Linked DNA regions of Sus scrofa: region 2 is linked to region 1. A link is a contact called in public Hi-C data. All regions are on one chromosome and are shown on one strand. Each heading gives the region's core, a stretch centred on a gene start, on an enhancer-like site or on the middle of the called end of the contact. The rest is flanking DNA. Distances are from core to core; before and after follow the strand shown. Region 1 overlaps MACF1 (microtubule-actin cross-linking factor 1). Region 2 overlaps MACF1 (microtubule-actin cross-linking factor 1).

The links. A called contact is a pair of places that touch in the nucleus more often than the background predicts.
Region 2: a Hi-C map of embryonic fibroblasts shows a contact between it and region 1, with 2.9 times the contacts expected there. The contact joins two enhancer-like sites. A contact is called at or near these places in 1 of 47 Hi-C or Micro-C datasets (embryonic fibroblasts) and 1 of 2 datasets of contacts at active chromatin or transcription factors (alveolar macrophages).

The regions. Positions count from the first base shown.
Region 1 is chr6:94,973,164-94,977,695 of Sscrofa11.1, forward strand. All of the region lies in intron 2 of MACF1 (microtubule-actin cross-linking factor 1), which reads left to right. Among named protein-coding and RNA genes, the nearest start is that of MACF1, 15 kb to the left of the region's middle. Within about 2 kb of position 3,283, at least 11 of the 83 cell types and tissues checked have an H3K27ac peak or open chromatin away from gene starts, as enhancers often do. A contact at or near this core is called in embryonic fibroblasts, where this site is marked.
Region 2 is chr6:95,147,941-95,152,368 of Sscrofa11.1, forward strand. It overlaps MACF1 (microtubule-actin cross-linking factor 1), which reads left to right. Exons shown (of 96, transcript XM_021095983.1): 16 at 878-1,006; 17 at 2,240-2,317; 18 at 2,896-2,914; 19 at 2,917-3,056. Among named protein-coding and RNA genes, the nearest start is that of KIAA0754, 98 kb to the right of the region's middle. Within about 2 kb of position 2,126, at least 5 of the 83 cell types and tissues checked have an H3K27ac peak or open chromatin away from gene starts, as enhancers often do. A contact at or near this core is called in embryonic fibroblasts, where this site is marked.

The DNA of each region.
Region 1 (4,532 bases), core at 2,033-4,532:
CTGAGGATGGTATCTGTGTTTTGCTTAAAACCCTTCAAATACACCGACCTTACTTTGATTCAGGACCCTGCCAATGTACTTGGAAAGTATCCCCAAAAGAAAATACCCCCAAAATGGATTTCGAGGATTCGTCTTTTTTTTTTTTTTTTTTTTCGGTCTTTTTGCCATTCCTTGGGCCACTGCTGCAGCATATGGAGGTTCCCAGGCTAGGGGTCTAATTGGAGCTGTAGCCACCAGCCTACGCCAGAGCCACAGCAACGTCAGATGCTTAACCCATTGAGCGAGGCCAGGGTTTGAACCTGTGTCCTCATGGGTGCTAGTCAGATTTGTTTCTGCTGAACCATGATGGGAATTCCAGGTGACTCTGATCTTAGGGAAGAGCAGCAGCCACCACTCTAATGCCTGAGGTAGCACTGGTTAGGGAGATACTGTTTCAGGTAGAGGGGTGTGTCATAGGTAATGAGCCATACCTCCTAGTTTGGGGAGCCTCCCAATTCCCCAAAGAGTACAGACTGTCTGCAGCCCTGTTTGGTAGTAACTTCAGAGGCCCCACACAGGGTGAGACCCTCCCCTGCCTCGGGGCAGGAAGGAAGATTGGGTGTGTTTGAGCAAATGGCGCTCAAGTTGGCCTGATTCCTTAAAATGAGAAAATAAAACAGGTGTATTCACAGAGAGTCTGGGAGACAGGAGCCAGTACCTTTCCCAGCCACCATCAGTATGTCCCAAATGCCCGGCTTTGTGCATAACATCTTTTAGGCTTTGACTTAATCCTCAAAATAACTTTAGGAGGCAGATTTGCTATAGTAGAGGAAACAGAAGCCCAGAGAGTTGGGTAACTTGCTCAAGGCCTCCCAGCCAGTAAGGGACCACGCTGGGAATGGCACTAGCTCTGCCTAGTGCAACCCACGGCCTCCCCCATTACAGGGAACAGTAGTTTAATAATAGCTAACATCTGTGAGGCACTTCAAGGTTCACAGAGTGCCTTAAACCCATTATCTCCACTGAGCCTCAGGAAGCCCTGGGCGGGCAAGGCAGTCCACGCCCCTTTGGGACAGCTGCCTGTCAGGGGTCCAGCTTCTGCTCATTTCCCCCAGTAAGGATTGGAGAGTCTTTGGTATAGGCTCTGACAAGCCAGGGAGAAGGCCCAGGGAGAGGCTGAGGTGGAGAGACTTGGCCAGTTGCTATGGTAACCCAGATGGCTGAGTAACCATTTTGAGGGTTGCTATGGTGACGGGGTGATGGGCTGCGGGGTAGCTGGGATCTTGTCTTCCTGGGTGGCTGGCACCATTCAGGCCTCTTAAATTAGCAGTGTTGCACTTTCTGAACAGAAGAGGGCAGTATGATAGTGGGTAAAGCCTTCCTACCCCAGAACAGATTTGGGAACGGGAAGCAAAGTTTAGTATGGCTTCCAGGGCCTGGGCCCAAGGGAGCTCTGGCTGGGATTGGCTAAAGCTGGTGTCTGAAAAGATGGTGGGGCTGGGCCCGGAGGCAGGTCTTCTAAGCTTAGAACGGGAAGATTTTCTTCCAAGAGTTGGCCAAAGGATAGGGCTTGGGGCAGCCCCTTCAGTGTCTGGCTGTCTGACTCTGGCTACTATTTAGGGCACTGGAGACAGTCTACCCCTGCAAAGAGGAGCAGAGAACACACACACACACACACACACACACACACACATTCGCGTGCCCTACTAGCAAAGAGTGTATTTATAAAGCATCAGTTAACACATGTAAAATAATGCAGCATGAGCCAAGCTGAAGAAGTGCTTGAGTAAACCTTCTAGAAGTTGGAGGAGGAGCACTAGCAGGAGAAGTGATTTTGCACTTCCCTCTTTCCTTTCTGCGCATAAAACGCCCTTAGCTCTTAGCCACTGAGTGGACACTGGACTCTCAATCATCCTGAAGTGCAGATCTAGCCCACACCCCCATCCCCGTACATCTTCAATGAGGCATCATGCCTTCAGCATTTATTGAACACCTACTAGATGCAAAACATTGTGTTAGGCCCTATGATGAAGAAAGATGAATTAGATATCTCTGCCTCAAAGAGCTTATGAACCAAGCAGTTAAGGAGGCAGCGACACAGACCCACACAACACATGTGGTTCCCCCAGGGATGGGGGAAAGAAAATGTAGCTGGGATTTTGAGAAGAGCCTCTTCTACCTGGGTGATTAAAAATAATTTCTAGTCATTTCAGGTGAGCATTCAAGATGGGTAGGACTTTAGTAGGTGGAGTTGGGGGGTGGAGGACATTCTAGGCAAAGGCTCAGAGTTTGATTATAGGGGAAGATGCTGCATGTGAGGTTATAAAGGGAGATCAGTCTGTAAAGGAAAGTAGATGTCAAAATATGGAGGACTTTGAATGCCAGTCACAGAGAAGGGATGCTGTGAGGCCAGCCTACTCTCTTTTTCAATACGCTAGCCTTCTAGCTATTCATAAGCCAGAAACAGCTGAGTGAGTATTTTTGGATCATCTGGTTCAGTCATCTATGATTTAATCAAAATTTAAAAGAAATCTTTAGGAGTTCCCATCATGGCTCAGTGGTTAACAAATTCGACTTTCGGAACCATGAGGTTGCAGGTTCGATCCCTGGCCTTGCTCAGTGGGTTAAGGATCAGGCATTGCTGTGAGCTGTGGTGTAGGTCACAGACGAGGCTCGGATCTGGCGTTGCTGTGGCTCTGGCGTAGGCCGGCAGCTACGGCTCCGATTAGACCCCTAGCCTGGGAACCTCCATATGCCGCGGGAGCGGCCCAAGAAATGACAAAAAGACAAAACAAACAAACAAACAAACAAACAAAAACACCAAACAAAACAAAACAAAGAAATCTTTAATGAGTGCCCTGTATGTGCCAGGTCGTTTGCTAAGTGCTAAGGATCCCGTGGTGGACAAGACACACAACAGCCCCAGCCCTCAGGGATCTAGTGATTTAGTAAGCATGAAAGACAGTGAACCCATAGCTTCAATGGGATGGATATTTCCAAAGGGGAGGAGAGGGGCAGGAGTGCCTACTAATCTGGGGGATGAAGGCAGGCTTCTCTGTGGGAGTTTCAGCAGAGACCTGAGTAGGAGTGAGCCAGGCCAAAAGGGGAGAGCAGGGAAGGGTTCTGGCCCAGGAGGGAAGCAGGTGGGAAGGCCCTGAGGTGGGAGATGCTGAAAGAAGTTGAAAGTAGCTGGACCTTAGGGAGAGAGGCACCTGATGAGGCTTAAGTTGGGGAAGACACGAAGAGAAAATAGGGTTTTAGTTACTTGTACTACCCTTTCCCCCCACTAGATGCCCTTCCGAGTACATCTTGCCTCCTCCTGCTGCCCCGCTGCAGCCTCTTTAGAAATGCAACAGCAGTCTCACCATTGGAGCAAAGGAAAATCATAGACCAAAAGGAGAAAGTCTCAGAGCTGTCCCAATTGTGTGGTCTGGCTATAAATTTAGACTGTTGCTTGGAAAAAACCAAAAACCTCCCTTTCCTAGGCTTCCTTCTTTCCATCCCCCCAGCAGCCGCTTTGTTCCTCTATCCTTGTAAAATTTTCTCTGTATAAAACAGGAACATCAGCCAAACATGTGGCCTTCCCCGCTTTCATTCATTAGTAGACTGCATTACTTCAAAACCTCTTGGGAGCATTTAAATGCAAATCTTGTCCAGAAAGCTACTTGAGTCTGAGAAGACCTTTTAGCCACCACCCTACCAGAACTTTCTTCCTTGGTTACCATGTTTCTTTTCTTTCTTTCTTTCGTTTTTTTTTTTTAAGGGCCGCACCAGCAGCATATGGAAGTTCCCAGGCTAGGGGTCTAATCGGGCTACAGCTGCTGCCCTACGCCACAGCCACAGCAACGCAGGATCCAAGCGGGGTCTGTGACCTACATCGCAGCTCATGGCAATACCAGGTCCTTAACCCACTGAAGTGAGGCCAGGGATCAAACCTGCAACCTCATGGTTCCTAGTCAGATTGTTTCCCCTGCGCCACGATGGGAACTCCCACCATGTTTCTTAATAGACATCTCAACTCCTTGCCCCCCCCAACCTCCCCCTCCCAACAAAGACTGTTTCCCAGAGCATATTCTCATTCCCTCTGCCCTTGTTTTTCCTCACCTTTGGCAAAATTGTCACAACTCTTGAAGAACCTGCTCACAGGAGGGGATGGAGGGACTTTCCTATTTACCGTGGTGAAAATGAGGAGGCAGATGTCTGTTTGGGGGTGAGGGTGGAGGTGTATGTTTGTGTCTGGGCCGTCCTTGCCCTACTGGTATAAAATAATATAGGAAATGCAGATGACTCAGCACTGATACAGTCGAGATCCCTGGAGTTAGCATTTCTATATTCTCCGCTGTTTACAAAAAATGTGCTTATGTCATCAATCACTGACTCCTTCATCCTACATTTTCTACTAAAAGCCTTCTATTTATTTTAAAAAGAATAAACCTCAAGCTTCTTCTCTTCCTTTTTTTAAACTGTGCTCTTTAGAAGCTGAGTCCAAACTGTGAACTAGCTTTTTTTGAGCATATAGGATTAAACTGGAAGGAAACCAGCCATTTGTCCAA
Region 2 (4,428 bases), core at 876-3,375, 170 kb after region 1:
TGATGCTTCCTAGGACCCAAGCCCCCCTCTACTAAATTTTAAAAGGATTTGGATCAGATCAGAGCCTTGAAATCCCATACTAAATAGCATAGGCTTTTCTAATGTGAAGCCCTTCAGGAATCTCTTCCCTTCGGCTAATTGTGCTATAAGTGGGAGCTAGTGGGAGAAGTTGCAGAATCTATAAATCTCGGTCATCCTTCCTGAAGTGTCCTCCTGAAGTGGCAGAGGAGCTCCTACTTCACTGCTGTTTTTGTCTTTGCTCTTAAGTGTAAGACCAAGCCTGCTGTGCATCAGAATTCTAAGGGGCACCATTTACATGTGTCTGGGATAATGGTTCAAGTTCAATATTGTCCTCTTATCCTTCTAACCCTTTTGTATTAAATTCTTCCCAACTCCTGATAATCAGATTCCCCTGTACCAATAAATAAAGCCGTTCAAAGACAAGTTAACTGTTTTATGATTATCCTCCATTGACGAATAGTTGATGGCATGAATGAAGCATAGTATCTACAGATACGTATTTCTCATCTCCATTCTGATTATGAAATGCAGAGATCCCATGATGGGAAATGCCTCAACTACAAAGTTAAGCATTGCAGCCTGTGGGCACACCTTTCTGGTTGGTAAATTCAAGGATGTGTTCCCATGATGCAGCAACAAAAGACCACTCTTGCTTCTATAGTGGCTGAGGTTTTGTCTCCAGCTCCTTGGGGGTGGTTATGGCCTGCTTTCCTGTAAGAGCCCAAAGTGGAGATGGTTTAGATGTCCTTTTTTCCTCAACCCCCATCCCTAGCCCCCTTGTCCAAACATTGATTCTGACAGTTTTCTTCTTCTGACAACTTAGCAATAAATTATATTTGTATTTTTCTTTTTTTAGATGAAATTGGAACGAGCAGAGTGGGGCAATGACCTGCCTAGTGTGGAGCTTCAGCTGGAAACACAGCAGCACATCCATGCCAGTGTGGAAGAACTGGGCTCGAGTGTCAAAGAGGCCAGGCTCTATGAGGTGTGGGGCATTCAGACTCCATAATGGGGGGTGGGGTGGGTGCACGATGAGGCCATGCATGGTGTACCTGTCCCTCAGGGAAAGGGGGCTACCCATGAGCCACACTTGACCTTAAATCCCCTTTTCACATGAAGTGTCTCTTACTCTTTGAAATAACTTTGTGAGAAAGGTGTCTTTTTTGTTTGTTTGTTTGTTTGTTTTGTTGCTTTTTAGGGCCGCACCCGCAGCATATGGAACTTCCCAGGCTAGGGGTCAAATTGGAGCTGCAGCCGCCAGCCTATACCACAGCCACAGCAATGTGGGATCCAAGCCACGTCTGCAACCTTACACCATAGCTCACAGCAATGCCAGATCCTTAACCCACTGAGCCAGGCCAGGGGTTGAACCCACATCCTCATGGATGCTAGTTGGGTTCATTAACCACTGAGCCAAGATGGGAACTCCAGAAAGGTTTTTTTTTATTAGCCCCTTTTTATTAAAAAAGAATAGTGATACTGAAAGCTAAGGTCAAAATTAGTAAGTCATGAATGCAGTTTCCAAACTCAGGCCCTCTGCTCCAGAAGTTCATGCTTTTTCCACTTCACTATCTTCTTGCAATAGAGAGCTGGTAAGAGAAACTAAACAGTCTCTCCTCTTCCTCACTCAAAATTTTGACCTTCCTCTCCAAAAACCAATTGATTAGGAGTTCCTGTTGTGGCTTAGAGGTAACAAACCCGACTAGATGTGAGTTCGATCCCTGGCCCTGCTCAGTGGGTTAAGGATCCAGCATTGCTGTGAGCTATGGTGTAGGTCACAGACTTGGCTCGAATCTAGCATTGCTGTGGCTGTGGCGTGGGCCGGCAGCTGCAGCTCTAATTCAACCCCTAGCCTGGGAACTTCTATATGCTGCAAGTGTGCCCCTAAAGAGCGAAAAGAAAAAGAAAAAAAAAAAAAAAAAAAGTCAACTGAATACTTTGAGGTCTGGGTTTTGCTTGGAAACCTCCCGGAATTTCTGGAAACACAGGACCAGGAGGTCTGTCAAGTGTGCTTGCCCTGCTAAACTGTTCCTCACTCAGTGTTGCTCTGAGCTATGAAATCTCACCCGGAAGTGTGCTGGTCAAGTGTTTTGTTTTCTCAGAGTAACCAATCTTTATCTCTGTGCAGACATAACATTTACATAGCTGAAATCATACCATAGATGTAGTTTACTTACTCTGTCTCTAATATATTTTTAATTCATTCCTTTCTTATCAGGGAAAAATGTCCCAAAATTTCCATACCAGTTATGTTGAAACTCTTGGAAAGTTGGAGACACAGTATTGTAAATTGAAGGTGAGTTTTGACTGTCTTTTGTTCTGTTCATGGAGAACCTGGATCCCTAATTCAGGAAGTTCTTGGTTTGGCCCTGTTTTGGTTTTCTGTCTGATAGATTATATTGTTTACTGTGCAGTTGTTCATATGTATTATAATATTTTCTCAATTCTCTTAATGGATCAGAAACCACTGCCCCAGAAAGTTTGAAGTAAGTTGAGCTTATCCTCATTATCACACTTCACCTAAGCAGTGGCTCTCGTGTCCGCCAAGACATTAACACTGAAAGCTTGAGGTTGACAGGGAGGGGACTCCTGTCTTTCAAGACTGACCAGAACAGGACAGGCCCAGGGTCATTCTTTATCTAGGGAGCACCACAAAGGCCTGGCGAGTTCTCACTTCTAGCGAGGATTGACAGGGGCTCTCTGGGAGCCCTATACCTAACTTGTACTAAATTTAAGTCTGCGGAGAAGCACCCAGGGATTAAGAAGCAAGGCTAAATTTATTTCCTCAGCTATTCTTTGCTTTGATGTCAAATGTGCCATCTTCTCCAGATGAAAGGCTGGCAGCCTAACCTTGTTAATCCTCCCTTTGTCTAGGAAACTTCTAGCTTCCGGATGAGCACCTTCAGAGCCTGCATAAATTTGTCTCTAGAGCTACAGCTGAGTTGATCTGGTTGAATGAGAAGGAGGAAGAAGAACTAGCATATGACTGGAGTGACAACAATCCCAATATCCCAGCCAAGAAAAATTACTTCTCTGTGAGTCGAGCATGACAGACCTGTCCTATTTTGTAATAGCAGCAGAAGGAGCTGAGGGGCTGGTCTGCTGAGAGCTTGGGTTTCTGGATTTGTGTTTTGCTAGATGGAAATAGGGACCCTGCTTAACGCATCTGTTGATGTGAGAAGTGTGCATGGAGAGAGGGGAAATTAAGCTCTAGAATGAATTTATTTAGAATGCCTTTAGAAAGGCAGTATTGTGGGTGAAGAGAGCAGCACTCTGAAAAGTGAATCATTTCAGAGGCGATGTAACTTTGTGGTCAAGATTATAGGCTTTGGAATGAGGTAGATCTAACATCAAATTCTTATTCCTCCACTTATTAGCTCCGTGACCTTGGTAAGTCATCTAATCTCCCTAAACCTCTGTAAAATGGAATAATAGACCACTTCAAAGCGTTGTGTAAAAGGCTAAGATTTAGTAAGTGAATATAGCAAGGCATGTAGTATAGGACTTAATATTGTTTAACTGAGGTATATTCTCAGCTTCTCACAAATTCCGAATTCTCTTTAACTTATTCAGTAATGTTTGGGTGTTCCTGTCGTGGCGCAGTGGAAATGAATCCAAGTAGAAACCATGAGGTTGCAGGTTCGATCTCTGGCCTCACTCAGTGGGTTAAGGATCTGACGTGGCTGTGGCTGTGGTGTGGGCCAGTGGCTACAGCTCTGATTAGACCTCTAGCCTGGGAACCTCCATATGCTGCGATTGTGGCCCTAAAAAGACAAAATAATAATGATAATAATAATAATAATAATGTTTTGGCCTCAATCTCTTGGTTTGTAAAATGGAAGGAAAATTCAGCATTGGACAATGGGACAATGCTTTTTATTCTTTTCAATGAAAATATGTATATATATATAAGTAGGATTTTTTTTTTTTTTTGCTGTTTTTAGTATTTCCATATCGCAGACTCCCAGGCTAGGGGTTGAATTAGAGCTACAGCTTCTGGCCTATGCCACAGCCACAGAAACACCAGATCTGAGCCTCATCTGTGACTTACACCACAGCCCATGGCTCCTTAACCCACTGAGCAAGGCCAGGGATCAAACCTGCGTCCTCATAGATACTAGTCAGATTCATTTCCTCTGAGCCACGAAGGGAACTCCTAGGAAGATGTTTAATAATGTTTACTTCATTAGACAGTGGTGTATGATTCTTCTGAAGTAAATAAGAAAGATACTATAATACAATAAATAGTTTGTATGAGAACAGAAATTAGACTGTTATAAAGAAAGTGCTCAGAGGGAGTTCCTGTCATGGCACACCAGAAATAAATCCAACTAGTATCCATGAGGATGCAGGTTTGATCTCTGGCATTGATCGCTCAGTGGGTTGGGGATCTGAGTTGCGATGAGC